3 separate regions of the Mus musculus genome follow, and regions 2 and 3 are each linked to region 1. Evidence: chromatin contacts called from public HiChIP or PLAC-seq and capture Hi-C data. All regions are on one chromosome and are shown on one strand. The core of a region is the stretch at or near the end of the contact, and the rest is flanking DNA. Distances in the headings are between cores, read along the strand shown.

What was found. HiChIP or PLAC-seq counts read pairs in DNA pulled down with a chosen protein or histone mark. Capture Hi-C pulls out chosen DNA fragments and counts their contacts.
Region 2: a contact with region 1 is called in an H3K27ac HiChIP or PLAC-seq map of embryonic stem cells, with 9 times the contacts expected there. The contact joins two enhancer-like sites. A contact is called at or near these places in 1 of 39 promoter capture datasets (hippocampal neurons), 1 of 15 datasets of contacts at CTCF or cohesin (the NIH/3T3 cell line), 31 of 484 Hi-C or Micro-C datasets (the 3T3-L1 cell line, 3T3-L1-derived adipocytes, the HPC-7 cell line and 20 more), 4 of 115 datasets of contacts at active chromatin or transcription factors (embryonic basal ganglia, embryonic stem cells, fibro-adipogenic progenitors and 1 more) and 1 of 9 other capture datasets (embryonic stem cells).
Region 3: a contact with region 1 is called in a capture Hi-C map of embryonic stem cells, with 5 times the contacts expected there. The contact joins two enhancer-like sites. A contact is called at or near these places in 3 of 115 datasets of contacts at active chromatin or transcription factors (astrocytes and embryonic stem cells) and 1 of 9 other capture datasets (embryonic stem cells).

The regions. Positions count from the first base shown.
Region 1 is chr12:53,030,748-53,035,136 of GRCm38.p6, forward strand. All of the region lies in intron 9 of Akap6 (A kinase (PRKA) anchor protein 6), which reads left to right. Among named protein-coding and RNA genes, the nearest start is that of Npas3, 220 kb to the right of the region's middle. Within about 2 kb of position 3,069, at least 157 of the 459 cell types and tissues checked have an H3K27ac peak or open chromatin away from gene starts, as enhancers often do. A contact at or near this core is called in embryonic stem cells, where this site is marked.
Region 2 is chr12:54,045,333-54,049,525 of GRCm38.p6, forward strand. Npas3 (neuronal PAS domain protein 3) reads left to right here. Exons shown (of 12, transcript NM_001370962.1): 9 at 3,434-3,540. Among named protein-coding and RNA genes, the nearest start is that of Gm35818, 94 kb to the right of the region's middle. Within about 2 kb of position 1,684, at least 2 of the 459 cell types and tissues checked have an H3K27ac peak or open chromatin away from gene starts, as enhancers often do. A contact at or near this core is called in embryonic stem cells, where this site is marked.
Region 3 is chr12:54,310,525-54,314,829 of GRCm38.p6, forward strand. No RefSeq gene overlaps it. Among named protein-coding and RNA genes, the nearest start is that of Gm35895, 38 kb to the right of the region's middle. Within about 2 kb of position 2,762, at least 196 of the 459 cell types and tissues checked have an H3K27ac peak or open chromatin away from gene starts, as enhancers often do. A contact at or near this core is called in embryonic stem cells, where this site is marked.

The DNA.
Region 1 (4,389 bases), core at 1,819-4,318:
TGTATACATACAAACATATATATTTATACATACAAACATATATGTATATATACATACAAACATGTATATGTATACATACAAACATATATATGTTATACATATATATGTATACATATATTATGTGTATATATGTATACATATATTATATGTATATATGTATATATACATGTATACATACAAACATATATATATATACATACAAACATATATATGTATACATAAAAAATATATATATATATGTGTGTGTGTGTGTGTGTGTGTGTGTGTGTGTGTGTATGAGATGCAGTAGCACCTCCACAGAGTGCTATGAGGGAAGAAGGTTTTAAAGTAAAAATACAAACCAGAACTAGGGAAAATATGCATAGGCCAGCGGCTTGTTCTGTGAGAAGAGTAAGTATGGCTGACAAGAGCTGCATAGCCTGTAGCATCCCTCTCAGCTAAAAAAATAGAAGTTTGAGTTTCCTGGTAGCAAAAGCAAAAAAGGAAATATGTTCACTTATACAGTATGCGTTTTGTATGAAAAAGCCATAATAGTGCCTTTGAAGAAGCTAAGGCCATTGGATATATATATATATATATATATATATATATATATATATATCATGTCTACGAATATTTATTAAGTAGTTCTTTTGTACAAGTAAAATGGCAAATACAGTATTTGTAACATCTGAACTAATTTACAGTTCAATGACTTAGTCGCTAAGTAAATGTTAGAGACTTGGAGCACAGACCTCGCCAAGAGACTCCTGTTGATGAAAGTTAACCAAGCAAACAGAGGCAACAGGGGTGAATTAAAGTACTAGACAAATAAACATGGTTGAAATGCTAAGTAAAAACGACCTGGCAAGGAGAGAGTGAGGCTTAGAAGCAATGACGGGGAAGGGTGCACTTGGAGGAGCTCAGGAAAACACCATGTAGAAAAGTCGGGTAGGTGTGTAAAAAGCTTTGCAACTTTAAATGTGTGTGAAGTACGATTATATATTCCAAGGAATAAGAAATACAGAGTAAAAGAAGATAAATGGGACATACTTGGCTTGTTATCTTACGACAGCTGATGCCAAAGTGATGTTGTCATTGCTATGAACTGATCATAGAAAACAGATTAATCACGCTATGCCTATATTTTATAAACTCACGAATATCAACCCCCTGGAATAGATTCCTTTCATTTTGCTTTGGATGGAGCTGTTGTAAATAATTTCAGATGTTCCTTGATCCTCTCATGGCTAAACTCGAGTTCCTACAACTGGATTGTATATCTGCCTCATGGTTCAGGCTGTGTTGATTGGGCTTAGAATTAAAGAATATCTACTGAATATATATTATTTTTATATGTTGGTTTATAGACTAGAAATGTGAATTGAAATTTGAATTCTGATAATTGGGCATTATATTTGGATTTCAGTACCAAATTTTACATTTCAATATTGATTGTACCAAATGAAACAAATTAGCAATCATTCAAACAGTTAGGGAAAATGACACCACACACACACACACACACACACACACACACATACACACACACTTCTTGACAATTTTTTTTTACCTCATTCTTAGTTGATTAATTGGATAGCCTAATTGTATGTTACATTTAAAACTCCATTAAGAAAAGAAAAGTATGCTTAAAATCATTATAATATTTCAAATAACATTATCTGGTCATTTTTAAAGTGACCAGAACTGAATAAAATCCACCCATCTCCACTGCTATCTAGAAATGAACTTGCTTCATTTTTATTAAAGTTCAAAAAGCCCTTAGATTAACTGTCACATTAATTTGGGCATTGATGAATCACTGTTTGATATGGATACTCAGATTTATATTTTTCTCTTTTTAATTTGAGAGAGGGCAAAACTCTTCATGGAATGTTTAGGGGAAAGGCCGATGGGATGTTCCCAAACAACCTATGAAAAATAGTTCCTGCTGGAGCTTGTAAGTTCTATTTGATTCACCTTTTTTTTTTAAAGGGGAGGGAAAGAAGAAAGATTTTAGAGACTAGGATGCTAGGAAACAGTTGGCTCTGTACAGAGGTCGAGGAAGGGAAGCCCTGCCAAGAGTCTCCAAGAGTCTCCTGTGGTGCTGCTGTCCGGAAGGTGCGCTGGCTCTGGGGCTGGCCCTGTGGCATTGTGGCGCTGTTCTCTCTCTGGCTGGCCGGCTCTGGCCTAGAGTGGATCAAACAAGCTGTGGGGGGAAAGTTTCCCTCATTTGCATCACTTCTAGACAGCCCTGTCTTACTCTTTGCTGACAGGAAATCACTGTCTTTGTCACCTTTTCTCAGGGCCCTCCTTTTGGCAGAGATGGGCCATGTGACCACGTTTAATCACAACAGCAGGGCTGGCTGGAGGCTCTGACAGGTTTTCCTCCGCACTTCAATAAATGGGGTGGAGGAGTCAGGAGGAAATGACTACATTAATTTTATAGTGAAAAAGATAATTAACACTTGAAGGCCTGATGCTCTAACGCTAGAACCTATGGGGTTACTATTCAAAACAAAGTAAATTTATCAAAAACTTGTGAAAACTATCTTATTATTATTTATTTTAATCTTGAATGGTGAGATCTGGGCACGTTAGAGGGAAAAGGAGCAGGCAGGAGAGAGGGAGTGATTGCATGTGAGGAAGAGAGAGGAGTGGGGGAAAAAGAAGAGGAAATCCTAGCAGGCATTAGCTCTGTTTGCAAAAGCAACTTAACTGGGCTAAAGCTCCGCCATTCCGGGGCTGGAGGCGGGAGCGTGTAAAGTGCCGCCTCGATGATATGAATAGACACGGGCAAACAAAAGCAGCAGTGTGCTCCTAGAAAACTCTGCTTAAAGGAGTTTCCCTGGCAACAGAAATGCCGTTCCAAAAGTAGACAGAACTTTCCTCAGAAAACATACTATTAATAACAACCTTCCGGAACAACTTGGAACAATTTGACGACTTGGCAATAATGCTGCCAAGCGTCGAGCAAATTAATCTCACACATAGAGTTTATATTTCTCTTGTCTGTGGTTCTGCTGGGGCCCGCCTAGACCTCTGCTTTTCAGTGGCTCAGGGGTGAAAAGTATTTCTCAGTGCTGCCATGGAAAAAGGAAACTAAAGAGACCTCAGTGTCCAACATCACTGGCCAACGGTTGTGTTCAGCCTTGGGAACCTACCAAGAGATTTTAGTTTGAGGAGATGAGTGTATTCCAGTGAGAACTGCTACAGGAAATCACACACTTTAATCGCCCTCTTGAATATCTCTTTCCAATAGAGATGCTTCCTGGAAAAAGACTTACTAAGGGTTAACAGCCTTAGTCTGCCTCTCACGTGAAGCACCTCTGAGGCCATAGACTATATAAACGTAATATATAAATGTAATGCCAAATATAGGCTGACTGTTACTTTTTAAAGAACCATTATTTCTTGTCAGCTCAGAATGGACTCATCTTGGGTCTACTTAGCCAAAGGGAATCATTTGAATTCTCCTAAAGGCTGCTTGCCAGCTGAGAGTCGAATGCTCCCCTCCTCCGACCTTTCTCGAATCCTTGGATGTAAAGGTTAAAAGTAATCAATATCTCATTGTGCTGCTTGGTTTCAGGGTAATAAGTAATAACCATCATGTTAAATCCAAATGATCCCAGATTGCACCTAAATGAGCTGACCCGTTAGAGAGGTGGCGTTAATTGCAATCAGGATAACCAGGAGAGTTTGCTAATAAAAGTTTGATTTAATTGTAAAAGGAACAAAACAAAACAAAATAAAACAAAATTTAATCTTTAACTTTTTGAAAACTTTTACTTAATTAAATAGAAATGCATTATCTGCTTCTATGTTAATCTGAGAGCTTTGGCTCCGTGCCCAGTGTTTGTAAATTTCCTTCCGATTTCTATAAAAGTCCTTACAAGAAAGGGCACTGACTTCTTTGTGTCCCAATACTAAATGAAGCATATGAATTTTATTATTTATTTATTTATTTATTTATTTATTTATTTATTTATTTTGAGACAGGGTTTCTCTGTGTAGCCTGGGCTGTCCTGGAACTCACTCTGTAGACCAGGCTGTCCTCGAACTCAGAAATTCGCCTGCCTCTGCTTCCCAAGTGCTGGGATTAAAGGAGTGTGCCACCACGCCCGGCATGAATTTTAGATAAATGGAAATATCATCTACCAATTTTTTTAGCATCATCTAGTTTTAAACTACTTATATCTTTACAGCTTATATTCATTCTATTTTGACTAATGAAAATTAGTCTAAATAATTTAGAGCTAGAAAATTATATGATGTGTGATTAAACTTTATAGACTGCTATGAGTTTGGGCTTGCTATTTTGTTAAAAATTAGTAAAGTGCCAAAGCTTAAATACGAAAATCAAGTATTCTCATTGACAAAGGAATAGTGATCTGCAAATGATAAGAATTA
Region 2 (4,193 bases), core at 434-2,933, 1.0 Mb after region 1:
AAAAGGGACATTTTAGTCTATGGTTTGAAAGTTCACTTTTTCCATTAAGCACAAAGCAAGGGACAGAGATCGAAGATGGTGCACCTTACAGACCTTTCACCTGGAAGTCACCAGCCCATCTGACTGATGTGAAGAGGGAATCAGGATGCAGAGTGAGGGGAGGAGGGGCTGCAAAACTGTCCATCTCCTGGTGCTGCCAGGAGCATTACTGAGACAGTTGAGGGAGGATGCTTTCTGGCCATAGATTGTTGTCAGGTTTGAAGGCAATATATGTCCCCTGAGCCCTGTGAACGCCTTCACACAGGAAACCAGAGAGCAGAATGGTCAAGTGGCCTGGGTAATTAACCTCTGCAGATCCTAGCCAAGAGGAAGGCCAAAAGCGCCTGCGTCCACCCAGTCTACTGGGAACTGCTACTAAAGCTGAGATTGCTTTGGGATTGGTCTCCTATTTCCAGCCAGGGACTAAATGGGAAGAAAGAATTTATCTGACCTCCGATGCTCAGGAGTGCAGACAGCATCATGTACCTGTCTTTATTATGCAGTAATTATGCCTAAATCTGCTCAAGTTTTGTTGACATTTATAAAGTCTTCATCACCATGACCATACACTTGGGTGTGTCAGTGGTGTTCTGGAGAGGACACAGGAGACCAGGAAAGACAAGTCAGCCAGAAGGATGGGCAGGAGTGGCCTCTGACTTTGGCCAAGTGTATCTAGTCATCACCCTACAGTCTCAGGTCAGCCTGCTCCATAGGTAAGAGCTTGCTCCTGCTCCTGTCAGCCTGGGCAAGTTTGAATTAAAGAGTCGCAGCCCCTGACTTAGCAATAGCCTGTGCCGTCTCCCAGCCTTTGATTTTTCTTTAGTGGCCATGGTGAATGGCAAGAAACCAGTCAGAATAACCTCCCTGAGGAACTTTCCATATATACACACAATGGAAGAACACAATTAGCATTTACAAAGCCATTTAGTCTCTAAGTAGGCTGCAGGACAGAGAAGGAAACCAATGGAGGGACAGAAAGGAGAGCAATTCCAGAATAGATCACACCTCAGGCTGGGCTCAGCTCCACCATCACCACACCTTCCAAAAACCAATGCCAAATTTCCAATGGTTGTCCTATCCAATGCCACAGATTTTCTTTTCTTTTTTTTTTTTTTCTTTTCTTTTTTCTTGGGTTGTTGTTGTTGTTTTTTTGTTGTTGTTGTTTTGTTTTGTTTTTTGTTTTTTGTGTTTTTTTTTGAGACAGGGTTTCTCTGTGTAGCCCTGGCTGTCCTGGAACTCACTCTATAGACCAGGCTAGCCTCAAACTCAGAAATCTGCCTGCCTCTGCCTCCCAAGTGCTCAGATTAAAGGCATGCGCCACCACTGTTTGTTGTGATCAAGTGACTAATTTTTTTTTTTTTTAGCAAGCTTTCAATGTCCCATTCTAGCAATTGAGATTCTTGTCTGTGACCTGCTCTTAGCTTTTTTCTTCCCCCACCCTACCCCCCAAAATACCCCATCCGCTGATACAATGCATCATTCTCTCCCAAATGAAGACAGCAATCTGGAAATGTCCTTTACTAAGGGCAATGGCATGTTTGGGTTACAGAAAAGCTGCCATGCGCCAAGCTGGGGACAGTGCTAATGTCACTCCACCCATGACCCTCCTCACCATAGCCTGAGGTGATTTACAGGTGAGGGAGCTGAGAAACAGGAAGGATAGCTACTCTTCTGGCCTGCCACTCCTAGCTCTTACTGGTCTATTCTTTACTGCTGAAGCTGGTCGAATTCCCCACAGCAGGCTATGTATGGTTCTCTGAAAGGGCTTGATCCCGAATTTTTTTTTTCTTTTTTGAAGGTGTTCATTCAAATAAAAGAGAACGCCTTCCCCAAAGAACGAGGCTTTTTCCTGTGGTTTCTTATTTAATTAGGGAATTGTTAACTAGAAACTAAGCTTGCTCCTTGGCGATTCTTCTGCAGTCTGCAGGATGGCCCAGGGCAACGCTAACATCTAATGCTTTCAGGAGCTGGCAGACTTCACAGACACCAAAGAGGGTCTTTTAATGACATCTAACTTTTTTTTTTTTAGAAAGTGGCTGTTTATGTATACTTGGGAAAACAAGCTAGTAAACAGAACCACCAATCTGTTTTGTACCACAAATGCTCCAAGAATTCATTTTCATTTTCCTAAGAAATCTTCTCTCACTAATAATTCTAGTTTGGTCAAAATGATTATTTCAATCACTAAACATTGAGAAATCCACTTACCCCATTGAGGAGTATATTTTAATTATACTCTTACATTTATTTATAGTGCTTGTTTATTTGTTTTTGTTGTTTTTGTTTTCTGAGACAGTGTCTCACTATGTGGCTGTGGCTATCTTGGAACCTCTGCCTCCCAGGTGCTGGGGTGACAAGCATGTGTCACCACGCCCAGCTAACTCCATGATGTTTTTGTGTTACCAGACCTTATTAGCTCCCTGCCTTGTGAATCAGACACAGTTCTCCAACACTAATCCCATGTCTTTTAAAGATAACATTTCCAAATATGTGTTTCACATCTGAATAGATCCTGTGTCAGAAGTAATTTCTAAAGGGACAGTAAAATAAGTTAAACAAAATCTTTTTTTTTTAACCAACCAAAATGATTGCTGTAGAAAGCAATTAGCATTTTATACATGCCTATATAAACAAGGCAGATTTCCCCACATGTTCTATAGTTTGGGTCTGGATTTCTGTGTCCTACCTGAGGATGCTGGACAATTTAATTAACTATGGGCACTGGTACACACATACTGTCAAGCACAGGCCCAGAAGAGCTGCTGAAATGGTTTTAAACTTTCAGTGTAGAATCTACCACAAAGTCCCAGTTAAAAGAGCCAGGAGTGAAAGCTGAGCTCCCAAATGACTGAGACTAAAAACGATAATACCCTAGGCATCTGTATGTCTCAGCATTTAAATTATATCCCTTGAAATGCCAATTTGGACTTCGTGCCAAGCAGCAGCTGAATCCCTTTTTCATGGAAATACCCAACAGAAGACCAATCTGCTTAAATGAAAGGTGTCTCTAATCACTTGGTATAAACGTAACATGTTTTTATTTTATTATGTAACCTTGAATTATCTTGTCCTGTAATGAATATCTTGCATTGTTACAGTCCCTCAATAATTTCATGGAATTACGTTGTCCAAATGTGCATTCGGATGCCAAGGAAAAAACCTACCTAATTACTTAAATACAATTGCTTGATCTAGCAACATATCCAAAATTTAATAAAAATGTTGTTATACACCACAGAAATAACCTTCTCTCCTGACAGCACTTGCTCAAAGTGCTGTATCCTCGCAGGTACTTGGCACGAGGGAGATGTTTCGAGATCAGCTTCATGCAGTATTTCACACCCTCTCTAGTCTCCTCCTCTCTGAGTTCCAGTCTCTGTTGTTCTCTTTGTAGGATTAGTGATTACATGGATCTGACCCCTGTAGACATCGTAGGGAAAAGATGCTACCACTTCATCCATGCCGAAGATGTAGAAGGCATCAGGCACAGTCACCTGGACTGTAAGTACCCTTCTAGGGAAGTAGCCTGGGCAGTGTCATTTGTCGGCCTGTCTCTGACTTCATGGGACTCAGTGGTGACTTGCCCCTTCATGTCTCTTGCCTATATCTGAAACAACTGTCATCCAGTGAGAGAAAGTGAGATTAAATAATTTCAGCTGATATTTAGTATTATATTGAAAGCTGAACATTGGGCCCAGAGGCATTGTGGGATCTCCAGGCACCCTTGTAGAACTGTGTGGTTGCTTTCACTCACAGCAAGTAGACAGAGAGATCACCTGTCTTAAATTCTTCCTTGTCCCTTTCATTTCCTAGACATCAATTTCCACTTTGAAATTTGTGGTTTCAGTTCCAAACTATAGAGAACACAAGTTCAAATAGGCCAGAGCCTCATTAAAAAAAAAAAAAAAAAAAAAAAAAAATGCCTGCTTGCCTAGCCACAAAAACTAGGTTAGGGCAAAGCCCTGGAAGGCAGAGGCAGGGCACCTACGTGATCATCACCTGATGACAGCAGTCTCTTCCTAGGGAAGCCCCTACAGAGGAGCCTCCAGCTTCCAGGCTCTAGAAAGAAGAGGTTGGTCTTCATTCTGAGTCCTGCTCTGGAATCCTGGCCTCAGACTGGACCAAGATCTTCTGTAGAATGGCAGTCAGGAGGA
Region 3 (4,305 bases), core at 1,512-4,011, 1.3 Mb after region 1:
TCCTGTAGACCAGGTTGTCTTCAAACTCCCAGCACCCCCCTGCCTCTGCCTCATGAGTACTAGACTTAGAGGTATGTGGCAAATATTTCCTTTACAGAAATATTTCCTTTACAGAGTCCAGATGCACAAGCTACCCACTTCTTGCGATCTGGTGTGTTCAGTAAGTTCTTGGGCCTGGTTTTAATATGCTTTGTTTTTCTTTCCCTTCAGACTGCACTCTCTCTGTCTAATTCCAGGGAGAAGGAGCATGGGTTAGTTATAAAAGGCTAACAAACTTCAGGTGGGCTGAGAAACTCCTGGCAGGAACATTGCATGCTGGTAGCATCTTCAGAACCCTAGGATGCAGGAGACGCCTGACAAGAAGACCCACCACATACGTGATATTTACAACTTAGAACAGATCTGCATATGGAATCTCCCACCACAAAAATTCCCTTTTCTGCTCTCCAAACCCCCACGGCCCTGTACCTGGGCACACAGTCTCCAGTCCTTTGAGAGCTGCCCTTCGCTGTTGGGGGAAGTGCCTGGTGGTTATTCTAATTAAGCATTGTAAACTAGCATCTAATAAATCCGATGACCATTGGTCAATAAAATATCTTCAAAACAGTCATATGGAGATCCTTATAATTCATGATCTTTCATCAATTCGGCTTCTTAGGACCAGTTATGATGAAATGCCATCTTTACCTTTAACATCTCTGAGTGAACTTATGCCCTAAGGGAAAAAACAAACCCATCCTTCCCATTCAGCAACATATAAAGCAGGTGTTGGGTTCTGAGTGCTGATTACTGGGTGCTGGGTGCTGGGTGTCAGAGGTAGAAGACAGCATGCTGCAGTCCCTAAGGATATGGAGACTATGCCTAACAGTGTGCTCTTGTTACAAAACCATTTATGTCGTTTGATCTGAAAATTTCAACTATGCAAATCATTAACCAAGTGACCAACTATTTACATATAAAGACACTTGAGAGAATATTACTTAGACAAAAAGTAGAAACAACATAGCATACAATGATAGCAGAACTACTGCAAACATGACAAAGTGAAGGGTTTGTCAATGTGAGTGTTACGTAGTATTCTCAATTACAAAATTAACTTATTAAATATAGAATATACCAGAAATAACATGTTGTGTGTTCCTGTGGAATTTAAGGACTCTTGTCTTCCTATTCTGGGTATTTAGCTTTATTCTTTTATGAGATATGTATTAATCTTTTCCTCTAGGAAGCCTTGGGGAATCCCCTTTCCCAAAACAGTAAAACAAACCAGAACAAAGCCCAGCCTACATAATAAGCAAAACTGAAAGGCAGTTCTGTAACCCGGAGCTCTGCCTAAAGTGGAATCCACCCCCTTCGTTTGTGCTTTTCTTTCCTTGTTTGTTTAGTTTTGTTTGGGGTTTTGTTTTTGTTGTTGTTGGTCCTGGGTTTTTGTTTGTTTTGTTTTGTTTTGTTGAGACAAGGTTTCTCTGTGTAGCCCTGGAATTCAAATGTAGTTCAGGCTGCCCTTGAACTCTTGGTTTTGTAACTGCTTGCTTCTGCCTCCTGAGTGCTAGGATTAAAGACAGGAGATGCCACCTGCTGCCACCCCCACAACCCAAAGTTCATTTCAGTTTTGCTTGTTTCTACTGGTTTCCCAAGACAAACAAACAAGAGCAAAGCAGGCTTTTCTGAAGTAGTCAATGACTGACATTTTCCCCATCCAGTTATCTTCAACAAAGAAAAGAATATCCTGTTTCATTGCCACGACCATTGCAGCTACAGAAATGCCATTTGCAGCTAGCGCCTTACTGCAGCCCTGAAATAAGTCAGGTATCCATAGGGGCCGCTCAGGACCCCTAGGCTATCCTGTTGGTGTTACAAGCCCAGGGACCACCCGCTGCACTTGAAGCTGAAAGTCAGTATCCCCACCACCACACCCAAAGACCTGCCTAGTCCCCTGCAAGCACTACTCTCCCTTTAACTGTGCCAGAAAGGGCAGCACTAAAGAAAAAGTGGGGGTAATTTGACACATTCATTAGAATCCCCACTTGATTTTGGCGGAGTGTGAAGGCTTGTGGAGACCAGGTAGCCAGCCTGTGCTGGCCTGTGCTGGCCTTGAACTGGCTAGGTAGCTAAGAATGACCTTGACTTCTGATTTTTCAGTCTGGGGCGTATACCAATACACTTGGATCCCCTTTTCTCTGTCACCTGACTTTCCACTGAAACATGAGACTGGGACCTGTCACCAAAGAAGGTTACGTTAATGCCAAGTGCTCCTCTGTGCGGTGCTAAAAGTTCTCTTTGTGGTCAACTGATAAAACATTGAACAAAGGCGGGTCTTGAGCTCCTCGCTGTCAATGGATAAAGGGAGCCTGTCCTTTCTACATCACACTGGGTTGCTTAGAGACCAAGAGATTTTTGAAAGCAACAAAAAACCTAGAGTAATTCTGAAACGTCTTCACTTAGATAAGAGGCCATAAAAGAAAGAAGCCAGGGGCCAGCTCCGGGGCTTCTGTGGACTCCCAGGAGGTCAAGAAGAGGCTCGAGGGAAGGGCATGTACAGAAACCCGGATTTCTCCTGTCTAGCTGCACCTGGGACCAAAGATCAGCTCCCACTGTAAAGCCATCCTCAGGGCCATCAGGGTGGGGCTGCACTGGGGCCAGGGCGAAGTCCCTCGGGGTGAGCCGCGGGCAGGTAGCCAGGCACCAGGCAGGACTCAGTCCCGGTCCCGCCCGGCCCAACCTGGCCCTGCCTGCCACCAAGGCTCACGTAGCGAGAGCGTGAGTCAGCACCATCTGCTCGGTGAACCCTGCCCACCTCCCGGCAGGGGACCGCCCCCGCTTAGCCCGCCTGCGGGTTCCACACGCTCAGAGGGGTCCCCAGCCCCAAGATGCTAGGTAGGCTCGTTTTCACAGAAAGAGGGGCAGGAGGGTAAGGGCCGAGAGGAGCCTGAGGGTGGTCCTTCCTTTGCATGATCTTGACCTTCTCCTAGTCCTGATGTTTCTTTGTAGAGAGAGCACTCAGGCTTGCAGACTGGCTGGCTGGCTGGCTGGCTGGCTCACTGACAGGGATGCGAGGGAGGGAGGGGTGCTGTAGGAGTCAAGACCCTGGGAGACTGGGAGCTGATGGAGGGAACTTTTGAAGGGGGTGGGGGCGGGGAGTCCCTTATCAACTGCATCTCTCTTGGTGTGGGGAATAGTTTGCATTTCCTGTAACTTGCACCTGTTTAGTTCTAACCACCAACTTTATAAAAGGAAATTGCCTACGTGCCTGACGGCTGAAAGACAGAATTAGAAGCACTCTTCGCTGAATGTGTGAATGCTGCAGGAACTCCAGTTAAGTTCTGGACCTACAGGGTTGAAAGTCTGAGTCTCCGGAGGGAACAAAAGAATGGCAAGCCTCCTTTAACTCTTCCAAGTACTCCCCCCCCCCCCCAAATTAGGGCACATTATAAAAAGGCTTTCTTTCTTCCTGCATTTGTGATATGCAAATTTCACTCCCTTTTCTTTCTTTCTTTCTTTCTTTCTTTCTTTCTTTCTTTCTTTCTTCCTTCCTTTCTTTCCTTCTTTCTTTCTTTCTTTCTTTCTTTCTTTCTTTCTTTCTTTCTTTCTTTCTTTCTTTCTTTCTTCCTTTCTCTTGTTTTGTTTTGTTAGTTTTTTGATTACTTTGTTTGGGCTTAAGATAGGGCATCTCTGCATAGCCCTGGCTGTCCTGGAACTCACTATGCAGACCAGGCTGGCCTCAAATTCATAAAAATCCACCTGCCTGACTCCTAGGATTAAAGGTGTGCACCACCACACCTGGGCTAATGTCACTTTTTTCTTTTCACACACACACACACACACACACACACACACACACACACACACACAGCTCACATGGCTCAGCTCTCTTGTGGAGGTCAGAGGACAATTGTGGATATTATTGTCTCCTTCCACTCTGTGCATTCCTGGTATTGAACTCAGATCTTCTGCTTGGCAGTCAGCACCTTCAGCAGCTGAACCATCTCACCAGCCGAAATGTTACTTTTTCAAAACCCGTGAGAGAAGCAAGCAGAGGTCTCAGAGACAGAAGGGTGCTTTTGAAGGGAAAGAAATATATGGAGAAGGGAAGAGAGAAAAGGGAGAGAGAATAAAAAGCAAAGTGGTTTAACAGAGCAATATGGACCCCAGAATGAAAGCTACTGTCTGGGCTCAGGTAGTGCAAAAATAAGTACTATCCCAAGGTCCCAGCTTCAGGGTCGGTGGCTGGGTGAAGCCACTAACCACGTAGAGCTAAAGATAAAGGAGGCCCAGCACCCAGTGGCTGGACTGTTCAGATTCTAC